Linked DNA regions of Mus musculus: regions 1 and 3 are each linked to region 2. The links are chromatin contacts, called in public promoter capture Hi-C maps. All regions are on one chromosome and are shown on one strand. The core of a region is the stretch at or near the end of the contact, and the rest is flanking DNA. Distances in the headings are between cores, read along the strand shown. Region 1 holds the start of Cltb (clathrin, light polypeptide (Lcb)). Region 2 overlaps Simc1 (SUMO-interacting motifs containing 1). Region 3 holds the start of Nop16 (NOP16 nucleolar protein).

Evidence for each region. Promoter capture Hi-C pulls out the DNA fragments that hold promoters and counts their contacts.
Region 1: a promoter capture Hi-C map of liver shows a contact between it and region 2. The contact joins the promoter of Cltb here to the enhancer-like site in region 2. A contact is called at or near these places in 6 of 39 promoter capture datasets (embryonic stem cells, liver, macrophages and 1 more), 4 of 484 Hi-C or Micro-C datasets (cortical glia, liver and nephron progenitors), 6 of 115 datasets of contacts at active chromatin or transcription factors (the SCID.adh cell line, embryonic stem cells and epiblast stem cells) and 3 of 9 other capture datasets (adipose tissue, liver and pancreatic islet).
Region 3: a contact with region 2 is called in a promoter capture Hi-C map of liver. The contact joins the promoter of Nop16 here to the enhancer-like site in region 2. A contact is called at or near these places in 1 of 39 promoter capture datasets (liver), 3 of 115 datasets of contacts at active chromatin or transcription factors (the SCID.adh cell line and embryonic stem cells) and 3 of 9 other capture datasets (adipose tissue, liver and pancreatic islet).

What each region holds. Positions count from the first base shown.
Region 1 is chr13:54,609,589-54,612,689 of GRCm38.p6, reverse strand. Cltb (clathrin, light polypeptide (Lcb)) reads left to right here and starts at 1,317. Exons shown (of 6, transcript NM_001347512.1): 1 at 1,317-1,612. The coding sequence starts at 1,426.
Region 2 is chr13:54,519,747-54,522,987 of GRCm38.p6, reverse strand. The region is part of intron 1 of Simc1 (SUMO-interacting motifs containing 1); the gene reads right to left. Among named protein-coding and RNA genes, the nearest start is that of Simc1, 18 kb to the right of the region's middle. Within about 2 kb of position 1,672, at least 2 of the 459 cell types and tissues checked have an H3K27ac peak or open chromatin away from gene starts, as enhancers often do. A contact at or near this core is called in liver, where this site is marked.
Region 3 is chr13:54,588,677-54,591,488 of GRCm38.p6, reverse strand. It overlaps Nop16 (NOP16 nucleolar protein), which reads left to right and starts at 1,415. Exons shown (of 5, transcript NM_178605.4): 1 at 1,415-1,628; 2 at 1,718-1,826. The coding sequence starts at 1,522. Higd2a (HIG1 domain family, member 2A) reads right to left here and starts at 1,258. Exons shown (of 2, transcript NM_025933.3): 1 at 1,070-1,258; 2 at 342-765. The coding sequence starts at 1,223. The coding sequence ends at 599.

The DNA.
Region 1 (3,101 bases), core at 68-2,567, 90 kb before region 2:
GTAGAGATGGCTCAGTGGTTAAGAGCACTGACTGCTCTTCCAGAGGTTCTGAGTTCAATTCCCAGCAACCACATGGTGGCTCACAACCATCTGTGATGTGATCTTGGTGCCTTCTTCTGTCCTACAGGCATATATGCAGGCAGAACACTGTATACATAATATATATATATGTATATGTATATATATATATATATATATATACACATATACACACACACACACACACACACACACACACACATATATACATATATATATATATATAAATTGACAAAGACTAAAAGAGAGGTACTCACCTGGCAGTGGTGGTGCTCGCCTTTAATCCCAGCATCCTAGAGGCAGAGACATGTGGATCTTTATGAATTTGAGGCCGGCCTTATCTACAGAGTGAGCTCCAGGATCAGCCAGGGATACATGGAGAAACCCTGTCTTGAAAAACAAAAACACAACCAAAAAAGATACTGTATTTTTGAAAAAGGTCTCCGGGTAGTGGTGGCGCATGCCTTTAATCCCAGCACTTGGGAGGCAGAGGCTGTTAGATTTCAGAGTTCGAGGCCAGCCTCGTCTTCAGAGTGAGTTCCAGGACAGCCAGGGCTATACAGAAAAACAGTCTCGAAATACAAAAAAAAAAAAAAAAAAAAAAAAAAATCACTACTTTGAAGCCAGCCTCAGCTATACAAGAATTTGAGGTCAAACAGGCTACTAAAAAACAAAACAACAACAACAAAAACCGCGAAAGTAATTGCAATGTGCAATGCGAGTTTGGCATACAATCTGCTGTCACAATACGTATATTAATTACCAAAGAAAAAAGCAGGCTCCACCTGTACTGTACTGAGTAATCAACGGGAACCTAACCAATAATGGGACAAACTGACCCTCTGCTCTAAGAACTAGAGAAAGAGCTCAAATTGAAAGACAAAACAATCAGCCAGTTAGTTGCCTTAAGGAACATCAATGTCACCAGACAGGGAGAAAGAGGAACAGTCCCTGATTTCAGGGGCTCATCACACAGATAGGGCGGCGGGATGCTTTACTCAGTCCTGAGAGAACAAGGCTCTGCTGTGCGCGCCTGGCACTCAAGCCTTTCCCAGCCTCAGCTCCCTCCTCCTACGCAGGAAGAGTACTCTTGTATCACGCAGCTCACAAAATCAGCTCTGGGAGAAACTTTTCGGTTCAATGCACCCGGTGCCAGCCCAGTGCTGCTGGCACGCTCTGGAGCCGAAGGTGGGCTTCGGGGGCTCGAACCGAGGGCGGGGCGACCACCCAGCCCCGCGGGCCCCGCCCTCGGCCGCTGACGTCACCGCATTCCCGCCGCGACTCCTCCCGCCGCCGCTGCAGCCGCAGTGACAGGCAAGCCGGGCGGGTGACGGGAAGTGCGGGCCGCGGGCGCGGGCGGGAGGTGACAGCAGCCACGCGGGGAAGATGGCTGAGGACTTCGGCTTCTTCTCATCGTCGGAGAGCGGGGCCCCGGAGGCCGCCGAGGAGGACCCAGCGGCCGCCTTCCTGGCCCAGCAGGAAAGCGAGATTGCTGGCATCGAGAATGACCCGGGTTTCGGGGCACCTGCCGCCAGCCAGGTGGCCTCTGCGCAGCCGGGACTCGCGAGCGGGGGTGAGTCAGCGCAGCGGCCTGGAACCGGGGAGGCTGAGGCCACCACCGGGGGCGGGAGGCCCAGTCTCGGTCAGACCCGGCCTGGGTCCCTGCTGTACTCTGAGTCCGGCTATCCAGGGTGACCAAGGGTACCTCGGGGGGCTGTGTGTATCCGTGAGGCCTGGGAAAAGAGGAAGGAGCCGGGAGATGAGTTGGAATCTGCGCTGAGACTGGATCTGCTGACTCTGGGGACAGGAATTTAGTCATGACATTTCATCCCCAGGCCAGCTTCTCCACCCTGGCTCTGGAACCCTCCCCCTGCTCAGTTCTGAGACTGTCCCAGTGTCCTAGCTAAGTGATACAGGTGTGGGACGGACACGTCCTCCTGACGTTAGCGTTAGCGTTCCTTTCTGCAGGGAAGCAGGGGGCGCTCAGAGAACTCGCAGCTCATCCTTTGGGGATCACCTGCAGTCCTGCAGCAGTGCGGGAGACAATGTTAATTACATATAATAATTTCATACACGTTACTGAACCCATTTTAGAACTGGCTTCAAAGGGTACACTATTAAAACAACTAGGAAGTAGCAATAAAGAATTCAACCCCTTCTTTCGGATGCTGAATTCTTCCTGTCCAGACCTCACAGTCCTTCATGGGCCCGACTGTAAGTCTAGGCAGGGGCACAAATGGCCAAGAGCTGTGCCCTTCCTGTTTGTAACTGTTTGTTTAGTGGATTTACAAAGGTGGCCCGGACCTCTGCGTGTGGCTTCAGACATAAGGGTTCAGGACCTTTTTCCTGCATTGTTATGTTTATCATTGATACTTCTGCCCCAAGGAACAATTTCTTATAAATATATTTAAATATTTAGTACAAATATGGACCTTCATGGTGACCCTCCTAGTAGACCTTGTTATTTTTTGGTGTCATGTTAAAGAGGTTTAATGGTCCTGTTGGAAATAAATATTGTATGTATACATTCATCTTTCTTTCCTTCCACACTTGCTGTGTTGCCGTCCCCACTGGGAACACAGAAGGAAGAAACTGTATCTATGGCCCAGCGTTTGAAGAAACTCTGACATAAGTGTAATAAGCCTTTTGTAACATACACGGAACTGGAGTTTGAGGGGCTATCAGGATGGCTTGTCAAGTAAATGTAAATCAGCCCAGCCTGGTGACACCTGAGCTCACGCCCTGGAACCCTCATGGCGGTAGATAGAACTCACTCCCACAAATTGTCCCCCCGACCTCGCATACATGCCTGCACCACACACACACACACACACACACAAACACACACAAGTAAAGAAAATATAAATAATAATAATTAAAAAGAAAAAACTGGAGTTTGAATGTCTTGCCTAGGGCCACACAGCCGTGAGTGATAGGTCTGGGGCTTGATTTCAGGCCTCCTAGTTATGATCTTCCAAAGGGCAGCTGTGCTGGTCTCCTTAGGAGATGATTGGATACAGCAGGGAGAAGCAGGGGCCTATCCAAGCCAGCCATGCAGCTCT
Region 2 (3,241 bases), core at 423-2,922:
GGAGGGAAGGTTTGGCTAAACGCAGGATGTTTAGAATCAAACTATTGATCTGAAAGGCAGCATTCATGTAAAAATACAGCTATACTGGAAAGCATAAGAAGCTGATGGGGCTTCTGGGTCTTGGAATCTCCTGTAGAACATAGCTAACTTCTATCACAGAGCACAACCAACTATAAGAGTAGGATTTTGTGCAGTCTGGATCTGGATGAAGCCATAACCATCAGGTTAAATTTACATCCAATGGGCTGGAGTGATGGCTCAGTAGTTAAGAGTATTGGCTACTCCCAGCATCCACAGGGTGTCTTTTCTACTCTCCATAGGCATAAGACACACATCTGGTACACAGATACAGTACAGGCAAAACACCCATACTTATTATAACCCATTATCTTGTCTCCCTGATTACACATGTCACTTTTCTATGATTTCTTAAATTTCACAATGATACTGCAGGATAGCATTGCCATCTCCATTATATACATGCAAAATCAGTTTTGAGGGACCAGGTGATTTACCCAAGGACTACACAGCTAAGTAGTAGTGGCAGACATTCAAATCCACTGTCCGCCTTGCCTGTTAAGGGCCTAGGGATATGTTCCTTTTTCCAATATGTAACCAGCTCTATCGCCTTTGTTTTGCTGAAACAGGATCTCACTTTGAAGCTCTGGCTAGCCTGGGACTCTCTATGCATACCAGGCTGTTTTTAAGAAAACCTCAATCATTTGATTTTTCCAATGACGACTCAGGAGCCAGATGCTGAGGTGAAGGCCTCCTAGCTCAGAGAGGCAGAGAAAGCACCCAGATGACCTTCCTCTATAGGTCTAAAAGAAAGAGGACATCCCAAAAGAAAGTTTTTCTCCATGCCCCGTCAAAAACCCTCAAACTGAATGTCCCTCCCTTCTACTTCCAGTGCATCTCTATATATCCTCCTGACTTACTCTTGCTGTTTTTCCTCCATGTTCACTCCTTATCTACTGGTTATTTGCTCCACCTCTCAACCTATTTAATCTCGTTTACAATAAACAGAAAGCTCTTGAATTAAAGGTGTGTGCTAGAGTTGAGCCACACCACAACTAGAAAAATGTTTTTTTTTCCCCCCTCTAGTTAATAATACAATCTTGGGGTTGGGGGTGGGGTGGGTTTACAGTGTATGTGATCAAATACCCTACAACAGGGGCCAGAGAGATGGCTCAGCAGTTAAGAGCACTGACTGCTCTTCCAGAGGTCCTGAGTTCAAATCCCAGCAACCACATGGTGGCTTACAACAATTCCCAGGAACCACGTGGTGGCTCACAACCATATGTAATGGGATCTGATGCCCTCTTCTGGTGTGTCTGAAGACAGCGACAGTGTACTCACATACATAAATTAAAAAAAAAAAAATCTTTGCCTTATCATAGGCCTGCAAACCAAACCTTTGACCTCTTTTTTAAAAATCCTGCAACATTTCCCCCTTTTTGTCTAAATAAAAAGGAAAGAGTTTAACTCTAACAAAATAAAACTATTTACAATAATGAAGACATTTCTGCCAAGCTTTCCACAATGTCCAGCATTGTATTGTATTTGGCAGGCCTAGGATGGAGTAATTTGAGTTCAAAGTTCTGTAAAATGTTCCTGTCAGTCTCCTATGAACTCAGCAATTTCAATGTCCTGAGCAGGTTGTAGTCCAAACCTGATCTTTGGGTGGTGTTTGTCACCTTAGTGGCAATCCTGGTTAGGTAGAATATAGCAGTCAACCCAAAGGTGTCCACTGTTTGCACTGATGCTGGCAGCAGAAGTGGCATAGGGCAGTTTTGTCCAGTGGTTGATGTTACCACAATGCAGGAAGATTGGCTGTTACAGGGCCCCATCATCTTCTCAGAGATCACAAGGTTATTGTTATTGCTTGGTAGAAGACTTAAACATTTTAAATGCCATATTCAGCAGATCTCTGAAAGATTTGAGGACCATGATGTATTAAGTATATCTGAAGTACACAAACTTTGTTCCTAGTTACCTGCTTCAGACTCAAACCTGAAAACAGCACGGGAAGCAGGTGAAGCTTATTTCTAGAATTAGTTAATATTCTGTATAACTCCTAGTATGACAGTAAGTCTATATACACATAATAATCTTACATATTTTTGAGATAATATTTATAGCTTAAGGAAAGTTTTAGAGTGTCAAATGAAGATCAAAAGATTATGAGAGTAGTGGTACTAGAACAGTCCCTTATTTCTTGTTTTCCTCTGTCCTATATGAGGAGGCTCCTCTGATATGAGACAGAGATTTGGGATTTCCCTTTAACAAGCATGTGTGGGTTTAGAGAAGGAGAGCTATGCTCAAACCCCAAAGCCAGCTTTAATTTTTTTATTTGTTTGTTTGTTTGTTGAGACAAGGGTTCTCTGTGTTGCCCTGGCTGACCTGGAACTCACTCTGTAGACCAGGCTGGCCTCGAACTCAGAAATCTGCCTGTCTCTGCCTCCCGAGTGCTGGGATTAAAGGTGTGCGCCACCATGCCTAGCTCAGCTTTAATTTTTAATTGAATTGGGACCACAGAAAGAGCATTTGCCACTCTGTCTGCAGAGGGCAGCAGAGATGAGCTGGAGGTGGGCGGTGCCACTTGGCCATCTATCTTACTGTTTCTTGATGATCAGTTCTTTCCTCAGATGTTTCACTTGTCCAGTGGTCTCTAGATTCCCTATTTGGATGTTTTTATTCTCCTTGAAAGATAAAAGAAAACCCTGCCCCAATGTTAACTCTGGGGGTGGGATTTTTTCTTTTTCTTTTTTTTTTTTTTTTTTTTTTTTTTTTGTGCAGGTTATATCTTTCCTAGGGCAAAATGTATTTTTGGCAACAGTAGGAAATTCTTTTTGAGTTTTAATCACTGTAATTTTTGTGTGCTTGCTTCTGCCTCTCAAGTGTTGGGATTAAAGGATTAAACCCAGCCACTGTCTGGCTATGGATTGCTCACAATAGTTATTCTCATAGAGTTGTCCTGGTTTAATTTGGTGCCCCATTTCCCCTTATTTTTTAGTGCTAGAGGTAAACTTTCAAGGTTTTCAAATGTGTAATCTATCATCCATGCTAATTTATTCTGAATTTGTTCCCTGGCAAATTTTAACATTCTAGAACTAGACAAACATGATGCCAATTTGTTCACTATTTCATTATTTTCTGATGTTTATGTTTGTATTACCTGCATGAGTTATATAATATTTGATGTCTTTGCTAAGTTTTTCTATGTTTCTCCATTTCCATT
Region 3 (2,812 bases), core at 166-2,665, 69 kb before region 2:
CGAGACAGGCTCTGTATAGCCCTGGCTGTCCTGGAACTCACTCTGTAGACTAGGCTGGCCTCAAACTCAGAAACCCACCTGCCTCTGCCTCCCAAGCGCTGGGATTAAAGGCATGTGCCACCACTGCCCGGTGATCTTGAACTCTTGAAGTCATGTGCAGTCAGGCAAGATTCTTTCTTCTCCCTCAACCTTCAGAACAGTTAAGGCAATAGGCATGCACTGTCAGACCTAGCTGATTTTTAAAGGCCAGTCCTACTGACAGCCTGTTCCCTCTTAAAAATTTAAAGGAAAAATCATGGTTTTGATCGTAGGAATGAGATTAAGAAATAGTTCATCACATACAAGTGTAATAAGCTTTTATTAAGTAATTAAGGGGACGCATCACAAATAGAAGCATGCAACCCAACTGAAATGAACCTGGGATTTTGGGAGCGGGAGGGGGCAGCGGTGGAAGCGCAAATCAGTTACAAAATCGGCCACTTCCTCACCCAAATGACAATAAGGTCCGGTCTGAAACGGAGGGAGCAAGTCTGACAGGGATGTCTGTTGTTCCTGGGTTTTGTAATGGTTTCCATGGCGCTTTAAGACCCGGCTATACTCAGGCTTGAGACTTCATAGCAGATGCCGCTAACCCCAACAAGATGGCTACGACCGTGAAACCCTGTGCAGCGATCCGGGTGCGCATCATGAGTTGGGATCGGTGGCTCTGGCCGCGGTGGAAGCAGTAAAGGCCATAGGTGAGGGCAGCCGCCGTCCCCAGACAGCCTGGGGAGAGGACAACACACGCGGGAGGCAACAGGTCGGGTCCTGCAGGTCCCTTAAGGATGTAGCCCGTCCCAGCTTTCCCAGAGCCACAACAGGAGGGCAGTTCTACAGTCTGCTTCATCTAGTCCCAAGCCCCGCAATGCATTCCGATTCGTTTCAGTCACCCCCCACCCCGCACCGTCATTTCGTCACACCTCTGGTCCGCTCCCCTTCCCAAACCCCAGGCTTACTTGATCCACCCCTATTTCCTTTCCCTACGAAACCGCTGTCCTCTCGGTCTTCCGTTCCTACAGCACACACTTACCTATAGGCACCATTGGGTTCTCACGGGTCTTGCGAATAAACTTTTCCTTAAAGCCCTCTGGGTTGGAGTAGACCGTGGGGCTGAAGCCCTCGATAACTGGGGGCTTGGACGGATCAAAAGGCGCCTCTGGACTCACAGGACCGGGAGCCGCCATACCCACCAGCACAGAAATAGGTAGGACACAAATCCGGACACCGGACCCCGCCTTCTGATGAGGTCACTACGGGGCGGGGAAATAGCTTGCTGAGTGTAGCACGCAGGCGCCATTGCCCGTTGCTTTCTGGGAGTTGTAGTAAGTGAATGTGGAGGCACTAACTACTAAAACTACATTTCCCAAGAATCCTTGCGCGCACGGGTGGACGGAGACTATTAACACGCGGCTCTGAGAGCGTGGTTCTTGAGTTTGAGCTGCTGTTTCAAGGGTTTGAGCTGCTGTTGGGGCAGTTAGCGAGATGCCCAAGGCTAAGGGAAAGACTCGGAGGCAGAAGTTCGGTTACAACGTCAACCGAAAGCGTCTGAACCGGAATGCTCGTCGGAAGGCAGCGCCACGGATTGAGTGGTGAGGGGCCAGTTTGGAGGCGGGGGCCTGGGCTGGGATCTAAGGTGAGGTGACAGAATCTCGATTTCTCTCTCTCTCTTTGATGTTAGTTCCCACATACGACATGCCTGGGACCACACCAAATCCGTGCGGCAGAACCTGGCGGAGATGGGGTTGGCCATGGACCCCAACAAGGCGGTTCCCCTCCGTAAGAAGAAGGTACTGATAACGCAAAGCACTTTCCCCATCTCCACACTAGCCGCTTCCTATTTTCCTTCCCACCTGACGTTCCTTCACTGAGCAGAGTTTCAGAATTTGTTCTCTCTCTCTCTCTCTCTCTCTCTCTCTCTCACACACACACACACACACTTACTTCCCATATTTGTGATAAAGTCATTTTGCTTGCACTAATTCTGGTCAAAGACCTTTAACGACCTCCTTTATTCACGCCCCCTCCTCTGCTTACCATTTCTTCTCAGGTCAGTGGAATTTTCTAGAATGTATCTTTTTCTGTCCCCCAGAGCTTGAGGGGTTTTTTTTGTTTTGTTGTTTTTTCGTTTTTCGAGACAGGGTTTTTCTGTATAGCCCTGGCTGTGCTGGAACTTACTTTGTAGACCAGGCTGGCCTCGAACTCAGAAATCTGCCTGCCTCTGCCTCCCAAGTGCTGGGATTAAAGGCGTGCACCAACACCCCCCGGCTTACCCCAAGAGTTTTTTTTTTTTTTTTTTTTTTTTTAGTAAAATTATAACTAAGCACTGGCAGGTAAGTCCTCCCCATGAAGAAGCTATCGGACATGGCTCCCTGTAACTTATAAAGCGCTCTTCATGCACATGGTTTTTGTGGTGCTACTACACAGCAGAGTAAGGAAAGCATAGATATAGGCAGAAAGATGAATTGCTTGTTAAAAATATTACTGTGGGTGTCATATGCAACTGTATGAACATATCATGTGTGGTGTGACATGTGAGTGTGAGCATTAACATACCATGTGTGGTGTGACATGTGAGTGTGAGCATGAGCATACTGTGTGTGGTATGACATGTGAGTGTGAGCATGAACATACCGTGTGTGGTGTGATCTGGTTCTAGTGACTTTGGGCAAGGATTTTCTGATACAAGACATAGTTGTGTTTCCATAGGGAATGTCCTTCCCTAACGTTGGTCAAACTCTGACCAAAGGTGCTTGTCTGTTGGTCTCAAACCTGT